2 separate regions of the Drosophila melanogaster genome follow, and region 1 is linked to region 2. The links are chromatin contacts, called in public Hi-C maps. All regions are on one chromosome and are shown on one strand. Each heading gives the region's core, a stretch centred on a gene start, on an enhancer-like site or on the middle of the called end of the contact. The rest is flanking DNA. Distances are from core to core; before and after follow the strand shown.

What was found. A called contact is a pair of places that touch in the nucleus more often than the background predicts.
Region 1: a Hi-C map of the Kc167 cell line shows a contact between it and region 2, with 2.9 times the contacts expected there. The contact joins the promoter of Chd3 here to the promoter of fal in region 2. A contact is called at or near these places in 5 of 107 Hi-C or Micro-C datasets (the Kc167 cell line, the S2 cell line, embryo and 1 more) and 2 of 6 datasets of contacts at active chromatin or transcription factors (both in the Kc167 cell line).

Annotation. Positions count from the first base shown.
Region 1 is chr3L:19,445,805-19,451,509 of dm6, forward strand. It overlaps Chd3, which reads left to right and starts at 1,369. Exons shown (of 1, transcript NM_140854.3): 1 at 1,369-4,434. The coding sequence starts at 1,445. The coding sequence ends at 4,123. CG33062 reads right to left here and starts at 640. Exons shown (of 4, transcript NM_001202201.2): 1 at 589-640; 2 at 231-506. The coding sequence starts at 314.
Region 2 is chr3L:19,292,532-19,297,409 of dm6, forward strand. It overlaps fal (falten), which reads left to right and starts at 2,033. Exons shown (of 5, transcript NM_001316453.1): 1 at 2,033-2,567; 2 at 4,515-4,681; 3 at 4,746-4,878. The coding sequence starts at 4,515. It overlaps Gbs-76A (Glycogen binding subunit 76A), which reads right to left and starts at 235. Exons shown (of 3, transcript NM_001300189.1): 1 at 1-235. It also overlaps asRNA:CR46048.

The sequences.
Region 1 (5,705 bases), core at 119-2,618, 150 kb after region 2:
GTGCTCCACATTAAACCGATGAAATCCTTGCCGAGTCACGAAACCATCACCAGGCGGACCTCAAATCGCTGTCCTCGACCGCAAGTCCACACGGATATAACCAGAATGAAGCTCTGGGCCCACCGCCCGCGCCCCCGCAAGCACGCACAGGTGCGCATAAGTTCATGATTCCATAATGTCTGTGACATGTGGCCATCAACTGGCCCTCACTTCTTTGGCCACCCACTTACCAGCCGCTCACATTCCACCCACACCCACTCTGCCAGTGGATGTGCGGTCAGGCAGTTACAAGGTCTGAGTTTGAGTTGATCCATTGTCCTCGCCCTCGTCCTGTTGGCGACGGTGATGGTGATGGTGACGGTGAATGGATGGTGGTGTGGCCGACTGTTGACGGTGTTGCCGCTGTTGGTGGATTGTCTTTGAAATGTTTCGGCGGTCGCGGGTTCGTTGCTCTGCGGCTGGTTTTTGGTTTTCGATACACGCAGGCATCAGCAAGCAGAGCTGGGCTTTAACGGTCCATTTACATCCAGTTAAAGCATAAAATTAATAGCACTTTTAACAAAAAAAAAATTGTGCATATAAACTTACGCTGTTTCCCTTAATTTGAATTAAATTAATTACCTAAATATATGTATATCGATATTTCGAAAGGTTTTCGATTGTTGTCTGTGTATTAACGCTAATGTTTAAACACTTCTACAAAATGTGAAGTCTAAACTAGCATTTATTTAAAAAATCTTGATTTTTTAGTTTCAGAGAACTTCCCGCTAAATTAAGTAAATTTTACATGAGTAAATTCTATTATCTTTATGATAATATCATGAAGAGCAAGCCCAAGTTTTTACGATCTTAATAATTGTTTACCTATCGAATGCCGATCAAAGCAAGCCCGCCCGTGCGAACAGGGTATTAGCAAAGACACTGGAATTATTATAGTGTATTTGGTATTAGCGACGTTCAATACCTAGAATAATATCGAAATAAATGCAAGCCGACTTTTGTTCGATATTTACCATCCGAATCGTTTAGAAAAAACGTTGATATTTTCCAATAAAAAATGAATATATAGACGGACCCCTGACTTAAACATTTATTTGTTCGTATTGTTCTATTATGCTAGGGTTTTTTATGGTGACACAAGTGGCTGAAAATAAATAATAAATAAATAAATAAATAATAAATAAATAAAAAATAAATAAATAATAATAAATAAATAATAAATAAATAAATAAATAAATATAGAATCACCTTTTTACCTCGCAATAGTGTTAGCGCATCCTAACCAGATGCAAGTGTAAACGGCGCATCAGACCAATTTATTTCGGAAGATCAGTGTGAATGCTTCTTTGCTTGGAATTATAATTGGTAGTACCGTTTTCTTCTGGCGCGCATTTGACAATTTCCATTTCAGAATCAGTGATTGCAAAAACTAAACTCAAATAGCATGTCGTCTAAGAGAGGGGCTGATCCAGACTGGAAAACACCTGGCAAGGCTTCCAAGGACAAGCGGCCGAAAACCAATGCCAAGAAGCAGAAGTTTCGCGACGAAGAATACTGCAAAGTTTGTAGTGATGGAGGAGATCTGCTGTGCTGCGATTCCTGCCCTTCCGTTTACCACAGAACCTGTCTGAGTCCTCCCTTGAAATCGATTCCCAAAGGCGATTGGATCTGCCCGCGCTGCATTCCCTTGCCCGGAAAAGCCGAGAAGATATTGTCATGGCGCTGGGCCCTCGATCGAAGCGTGGAGCTTCGTACATCTAAAGGTGAAAAGCGGCGCGAGTACTTTATCAAGTGGCATGGCATGTCCTACTGGCACTGCGAATGGATTCCCGAAGGTCAAATGCTCTTGCACCATGCCTCAATGGTTGCCAGCTTCCAGAGAAGGAGCGACATGGAAGAGCCAAGTCTCGAGGAGCTCGATGATCAGGACGGCAATCTGCACGAGCGATTCTACAGATACGGCATTAAGCCGGAGTGGCTCCTTGTCCAGCGGGTTATCAATCATAGTGAGGAGCCCAATGGAGGGACTATGTACTTGGTGAAATGGCGTGAGTTGTCTTATAACGATAGCAGCTGGGAAAGAGAAAGCGACAGTATCCCGGGTCTAAACCAGGCTATCGCTCTCTACAAGAAACTACGGTCCAGTAATAAGGGACGTCAAAGAGATAGACCTGCACCCACAATAGACCTGAATAAGAAGTACGAGGATCAGCCAGTATTCTTGAAGGAGGCTGGCCTTAAATTGCATCCCTTTCAGATAGAGGGCGTCAGTTGGCTTCGCTATAGTTGGGGCCAAGGCATCCCCACCATACTGGCTGACGAGATGGGTCTGGGCAAGACCATTCAGACCGTGGTTTTTCTTTACTCACTATTTAAGGAGGGACATTGCCGCGGACCCTTCCTCATATCCGTGCCGCTTTCCACACTGACCAATTGGGAGCGAGAGCTGGAGCTCTGGGCTCCAGAACTATACTGTGTCACCTATGTGGGCGGCAAGACTGCTAGAGCGGTTATCCGGAAACATGAGATAAGCTTCGAGGAGGTAACCACCAAAACCATGCGCGAAAACCAAACCCAGTATAAGTTTAACGTAATGCTGACCAGCTACGAGTTTATCTCTGTGGACGCAGCCTTTCTCGGGTGCATCGATTGGGCGGCGCTGGTCGTGGACGAGGCCCATCGGCTAAGGAGCAACCAGAGCAAGTTTTTTAGGATCCTGAGCAAGTACCGCATCGGCTACAAGCTGCTGCTGACCGGCACTCCGCTTCAGAACAATCTCGAGGAGCTGTTCCATCTGCTCAATTTCCTGAGCTCTGGAAAGTTTAACGACCTGCAGACCTTCCAGGCCGAGTTCACTGACGTTTCGAAGGAAGAGCAAGTGAAGCGACTGCACGAGATCTTGGAACCGCATATGCTCCGTCGCCTTAAGGCGGATGTATTGAAGAGCATGCCCCCAAAGTCGGAGTTCATTGTGCGCGTGGAGCTGTCGTCTATGCAAAAAAAATTCTACAAGCATATTTTGACCAAAAACTTCAAGGCCTTAAATCAGAAAGGCGGCGGTCGCGTGTGTTCGCTGCTCAACATCATGATGGACCTGAGAAAGTGCTGCAATCATCCGTACCTGTTCCCCTCCGCCGCCGAGGAGGCCACTATCTCGCCAAGTGGTCTTTACGAGATGAGTTCGCTGACCAAAGCTTCCGGCAAGCTAGATTTACTGTCAAAGATGCTAAAACAGCTAAAGGCGGACAATCACAGGGTCCTTTTATTCTCCCAGATGACCAAGATGCTGAATGTTCTCGAACACTTCCTCGAAGGGGAGGGATACCAGTACGATCGCATCGACGGGTCGATCAAAGGCGATTTACGTCAGAAGGCCATTGACAGATTCAATGATCCCGTATCGGAGCACTTTGTCTTCCTGCTGAGCACTCGTGCAGGCGGACTGGGTATCAATTTGGCAACAGCCGACACCGTCATTATTTTCGACTCGGACTGGAATCCGCACAACGACGTTCAGGCCTTTTCCCGAGCCCATCGCATGGGGCAGAAAAAGAAGGTAATGATCTACCGATTTGTGACCCACAACTCGGTGGAGGAGCGCATTATGCAGGTTGCCAAGCACAAGATGATGCTCACCCATCTTGTGGTGCGCCCGGGAATGGGTGGCATGACAACAAATTTCTCAAAGGACGAGCTCGAAGACATCCTTCGCTTTGGCACCGAGGATCTTTTTAAGGACGGCAAGAGTGAGGCTATTCACTACGACGACAAAGCGGTGGCCGATCTGCTTGACCGCACCAATCGCGGCATTGAAGAGAAGGAGTCTTGGGCCAACGAGTATCTTTCGTCCTTTAAGGTCGCTTCTTATGCCACTAAGGAAGATCACGAGGAGCATGATGACTACAATAACGATGCTGAAAACACTGACCCATTCTACTGGGAAAACCTGATGGGAAAAAGTCAGCCGAAGCTACCAAAGAAGCAAAAGAAGCAGTCGCAGCAGTCCCAGGTGGACGTCGAGAGCATCATGGGAAAGGGCAAGCGAATCCGAAAGGAAATCGACTACTCCAATCAATATCCCTCTCCAAATCGAGCCACCCCAAGCAGTATAGTATTAATGTGAGATAAGGAATAACCGCCATTGGGTACAAATCAACAAATGAATTTGAAACAGAAACCAAATTGTTAATTTATAAGTTTACTTTTCAAGCTTGCCTAAGCGCAGCTATCTTTAATATATAGTTATTTTGCTCCAAGACTTCACTAAAAATATAAGAAAAGTAATAGCAGTACTATTACTTTTTTGTTCGACTGTAACAATTTTTCGCCCAGTAAATATTCTATCATTAACATTCTTAGTAATTTAAGTGTTTAATTATGTTTGTCAAATTATTTAATTTAAAACAGAGAAACAAATAAAGATGAGTTCGATGGAAAAGGAAAGAAAATAGACAAATGACAAAACGAAGAGCAGTGTCAAAACGATTTCGGCCAGGAACTCCACGCAAAATGTCTGGTAAAATAATTAAATGTAATTCAATCAAAGGCAGTTTATGCGTAAAATTTTATTAAAGCCCAGCTTTCGCAGGATGAAGCAGAAAAGTCTCAATGCCAGACAAACACAACACACATATAGTAATATACACTGGGAGAAAAAAAATGCTGAAAAATCGTAAATACAGTCTTCTAAAAGGATTCGTTTTGTCATTAGGTCTTTCTGCAAAATAATATTTTTGAAATGAAGATAATTAAATTGCACATGAGCTGCTGTTGCATCTTGATTGCACTTATCCTGGGTGTACCCATAAATGCATGCATGAGCAAGGACATCCTCGTATGCACATAAGTATGCGTTCGCAATCAATTTATCATACGCCTGATTTGACTGCCAGAGCCCTGAAACCGGCCATCAAATGGCCCCGAGAATTGTGAAATGTAACTGCAATGTAATTAAAATGAAATAAAGACAGAAAACAGAGTGCCAGAGTGCAGGTGAAAGGTCCTGGGGATCCCCAAAGTGTCTGGCCTGGCGATTACTTAGATGCGTCCGGTGACCAGCTCATGGATTAAATCCGGCATATTTAATTATCACATACAATGGGAAAATGGCCAAGTCGTTTTCGAGATGACTTCACTTTAATTACGTTTTCTTAATCATATTTTTTGCACTTGACTTGTCTCTGAAATTGTTGCAGTTCTTTGTTAGTTTAGGGTAGATACGAGTAAATATTTCCTAATTGAAAGTGTGAGTGTGGCTTGAATGTTTATTTTAATCATGTAGAGAAGATTTTAAATTACAAGCAGATCAAGTTGCCAAATTAAAATGTATTAAAACTTTCCTCCTATCGATAATTGCAGTTAAAATTGCAACTTAGAAATTTAATGGGAAATTTGATGATTTTAGGGATAAATGTAAAGCTTTTGGACGCACATCACAAGATTATATAAATTCCATACTTCGTTATCGCGTTCGGCTTTAAATTTACCTAATTAATTCTTGTATTGTGGCCTAATTAGAGCGTTATGTCTGCGCCGAAACAATCACCTGACAAATTAAATAAGCATTAGGTAAACTACGGCCTTCCCTTCACGATTTCGAACACGTGAACGACGAGTGTAATTGACTCCTTGGAGCGTCTGAGGACCTTCACAAAGGACGAAAGACAATCGTCCTGATTAAATGGATGTCCTGCCAATGGAGGAAA
Region 2 (4,878 bases), core at 783-3,282:
GTCTCGCTAAAAGTTGCAACTTTTCGGGCCCCACTTTCGCTCTCATTCTCACCGCCGCTTCTCTCGGGAAATCTCCCTCTCGGTGGGTGGCGTCTGGGTGGTTAGATAGCACGGCTCTACAATGTCAACGATTGGAGAGAGGCAAACTCAGGAGAGAGCAAATTTTAAGCACTGGGTGGTGGCCGCCAACATGGAATGAATTTAAAAAAGGTTATATTTAGTATTTAATGAAATATATATAATAATATATATTTATCCAGAAAGAATACCTCTAGCTTCTTTAAGCCCAAGGTAAATTATATTTAATCGCTTTAAAATATCGAAATCATTTTAACCTTTATTGTGGCCTATAAAAAGATAACGTTAGAACAGAAATATATTTTTTATCGAGTATATTACCACTGTGCAGCATTTGTTTGCATTTTGACTACGCTCTTGATTTCTCCCAGTGATATCTCTCCATATTGGCTCTCTTTATCGCTTCACTCAGTCAAGTGTGGAGCCGGCTTTTTTTTTAAATTCCTGTTTTTTGTTTATATTGGCATATCAAAATTGTTTGTCCAATGCTTGTTTTCGTTTCATTGTTTTATTAATTGCTCTTGTTCAATTTTTCGTTTACCTATCTGGGGTTGAGTATTTCACTTACACACTGAAGATAAACTGCGGCACAGATACAAATGTATCTTAGTGCGAATTGTATGTGTTCTCTGTTATTCTTTAAGTGCGTTGACTGTCGGGAGTATTCTACGAGGAGATGCAGAAACTGCAATGCAACCTAAAATGAAATTGCATTTATTTAGGCTGCAGATAAAGATACAAAGATACATTCTCTTTGCCGCGAATCTGTTAGCCTCTCTTTGCGTTTTCCTCTTGTCCTGAAGAGAAATCAGTGTGCTACTTTCATCTGTAGGTCAGCGGCAACTTTCGCTTTCACTTCAGTGCGACGGCGCTCTCAGCAAAAGCAATTTCCACGCTAAGTGAGCCACGTGCCAGCCCCCCGCCTATCCCCGGAAAATATATCCCGCAGAATCTGATGTTGAAAGAATGGGAGCTACCTATTATTCGGTATAAATCAGTGTTTTTATCACATGACATTTAATTAACTGTAATTTAATTTTGAAATTCGGGTGTGTTAATCAAAAACTACATGAAGTCATTTTTTATTTTTCTTGTCAAGAGTATCACTTAAAAATAAAATGTATTTCATTTAAGAATGGGGTTTGCCATGATTAGGTATGTGGTTTAGTTTTAAAATAGCTTTTTTTGTAAGTGCACTAAGTCGGATATATCACGAAAAAAATTATTAAATATTAAATAAGCTTTAGCGAATACTGCGTGAACATTTAATAGATAAGCTGAAAACTTTGAATGCTATAGATTATCCCTTTTTTTAAGGCCTTAAGATAATTAATAGAACTGTCTATGGGGCGTTCTGTATGTGCTACAAGGTGTTTTTGGTATACCGATAGAAATTGGCAATAAATCCATTAAAACACAAAAAAATCAAAATATTTTTCAAAAGTGTGGGCGCGGTATTTTTGGGTTTTGTCAAATCGATAGAAATTTAATAATATTAAAAAATATCGTAACATTTTTAAAAAGTGTGGGCGTTATAGTGGGGGCGTGGCAACATTTATAGTTCCTGAAATCTGTGCGTTTATACGGACGGACATAAAAAACGACATGAACAGATCGACTATGCTATTGATCCTAATAAAGAATGATTTCAACGAATCTAGTATACTACCTTTTATACTACGATTAACGAGTATAGAAATGCTTGTAGTATTTCCATCCAGAATTCCCTAATTCTAAGGATACATAGCGCTGCCATCCCTTTTTCAAGGATGTTGGGAGCTGCCATCCTGACTGTTGGGGATGAGTACTCAACTCTAATCGATAAATCAGCATTGGCAGATATCTAAAAAGCGGAGACACACACCTTAAAACCAAGTTTCGCCGCACTCCGCATAGGTGGCGCATGCCTCTCTGCCAAAATATATTAAAAACTCTTAATTTCTAAATTACCTTTAATGTTTTCTCTACATACTTTACAAAAAGTGTATTATTAAATTTAACAATGAAGTGATACTGGCACATATTTTGTATTTTTTCTACATTCGCGTCTACGTCAAAATGAATAGCTTTACCGTTTGAAAGCGTCGCCATTCCTGTGCAGCTTTTATCGCATCCCTGGTCGATAGCTGCAATCAGCTGTGCGCTACCATCGCCAAATTTACAGTTGTGTACGTTCTGCTTGACGAATCGGAGTCGCTATAAAATGTAAAAAAATACCCGGATGTTATATATTCGCACAAATCGGCGGGAAGACAGCCTTCAAGACGTCGTGCTGTGCGCATTTTCGGGTTTGCTTCGGACGCGGATTGTCGATAAGCAGGAATCCAATTAGAATGTCAGCCAGCGCAGTGATTCACTCCCTCGCTCAGCGACGGCGCTCTCTTTCTCTTCCCCTCTCCAACGAACCAAAGAACTCGAAACTCCCGCTTTCCCAACAACAACTACAACAGCAGCAGCATGGACACCACGAACAACAACAACGCCCATCTGTGAGTTAACCGTTTGTTATGGGTTGCTAGTGAAGCATGACAGCTGATTGCACTTGCAAAAAAAGAGCGCATTAATAGCTCTTGACCTACTAAACTTTGCGCATTGCGTGAGGCTTATAAATTAGTTGCACTAGTGTAATGCTACAATCTGCCACATATTGTAAAATAAATAATGAAGTACTAAGTCATGGCACATCAATATGTTGAGCACATCAATGTTTTAGCAATAACGTATTTTTCAGTCGCCTTTGTAATCAAATGGTTGTTATAAACTTTCTTCTATTCAAAACCGTACGCTAATCTATTACTGCGGAAATTTAATAAAAATCACTAGCTTAAAAAGGAGCGTAAATTATCTGGGTTGGAAATCTAAAGTATTTTGGTAATTCGAAAGCTGGATTCTTTTAAAGACTTTTCCCCACCATTTAGTTTCTTCCCCAAGTATTAAAAATATAAAGATTTTAATTGGTCTCCATAACATTGCTGCCATTTTAAAATTAAAAAATTTTTGTAAATATAAACATCAGAAAATCAAGAGCTTTATGAGAAACGTGTAAACTTAATGCTGTGCCAAAACTTGATTTTGTTCTTGAGTTCAAGAATACAGAGCTTATGTACCAAACTATCAAGCTCCAGTTCTAGTTCTAGTTTGACCGTTGATAGAGGTGCAGTTGCAAGACAACTTACGTTTCTCTCATTATTATTATTCAAGAAGAAAATGTATGACATATAACTGTTACAAACACTGTTTAAATTAATATTTGTAGAATGCTATGTGGTTTCATTTCGAACACGAATTTTAGAATGGACTTTAGATCTTTTCTATTATGTGGAATCCCCCATTTTTTGGTACTTTGATAGGGTTATATTTATTTTGCTATGTTTGTTGAGAAAGATAAGAAAGTTCCGCAAATAACTCTACTACCACATAAAGTTATTATCAGCAGGTTATACGTTACACGATCCAAACACTTTTTTTTTATATATATTTTCATAAATTAAAGTGACCCATGATTTAAAGTATTACTCTGATTTAAATTTAAGTGCAGACAAAAATAGTACAAACTTCGTCGACATTCTGACAAAAATGAAAATACTTGCTAACTTGATCCTCGCACTTCCTCTGGGAAGCAACAGTCCGTGTCCATATCCATTGAAGCTGTTAAAAAACCATCGTTTGAAGATCCGCCCAGCGACTGTGAGAAATGAGTGTTTGAACCAATGTGGATTGTTTTAAGATTGAATATTGCAGATCGGCACGGTTGTGACATTGATAACAGCAATTGTTGTTGCTGTATTTAACAATAATGCCGCTTACATGTTGTCGAAAAATGAGAAGCTGGTTATCGCATCCTTGATTTACATGCTGATTGTTAATTTACTAATTTTTTGCAAGCCGGCAAGCATTCTGGTTTTAATGACTTTGTATGCAGCAGCCCAAGTGCTAACCCTTCCATATTGGTAAGACCGATCTATTTGTATACAAATCATTTTGAAATCATACTCGTCCGTAGTGTCCTGCTCATCCTTAACATCCGCCGGATGATCGATGGCCAGCTCGAGAGGCAGGAGTGTGCTATGGCCGCCCTGGGGCTTGTTCCAGACATAATAGGCCTAAGTCTCTTTATAGTCTCCATGTGCCTGGGTGGAGGATTCGGAAGCTCCGAAGGAAGTAGCAGTGGAAGTAGCAGTGGAGGTAGCAGTGGGGGTAGCAGCAGTGGCTGTAGCACCGGTACTGGTGGCAGGTAGCCTTACTTCTGTGATGTACCTAAATTATATGTATATCCCATCTTTGGCCCACAAATAATAATAATCTACATAAGAAGTAAAGGGATAATTTTAATTATTTGGGTCAGGCAGAGTAAGCCATATAGAATATGGCTCTTGCAATAAGTTTCTTTGCTTTTGAACTTTGCTTAAAACTTTTATCACGTTTATTTCCTTTAGATGCTTATTGAGGATGAGGTTCACGGTGTAATCGAACTGTCGAGCCATATCCAAGAGATCGTCGAGCATCCACTCTTCCAGCGCCTCAAACATGTCCACCAGTTGGGTCTCCTTCCGTGGGCCATCGATAAGAAGGCCGATCACAAGCGATACGATCATTGCCTTGGGTAAGAAACACAAGAAGTAATATTGATTTATAAGTAAACTTTGTTTTTTTTTTTTTAATCTTAGAGCCTACAAAAGCGCGCAGGATCACCTTAGGGCCATCGAACGTAATTCGCATTACGAGCCAAAGCTTCCGGATTGGTGTCGTCAGGCGGTGGAGATAGCCGCTCTCCTTCACGACATTGGTCACGGACCAATG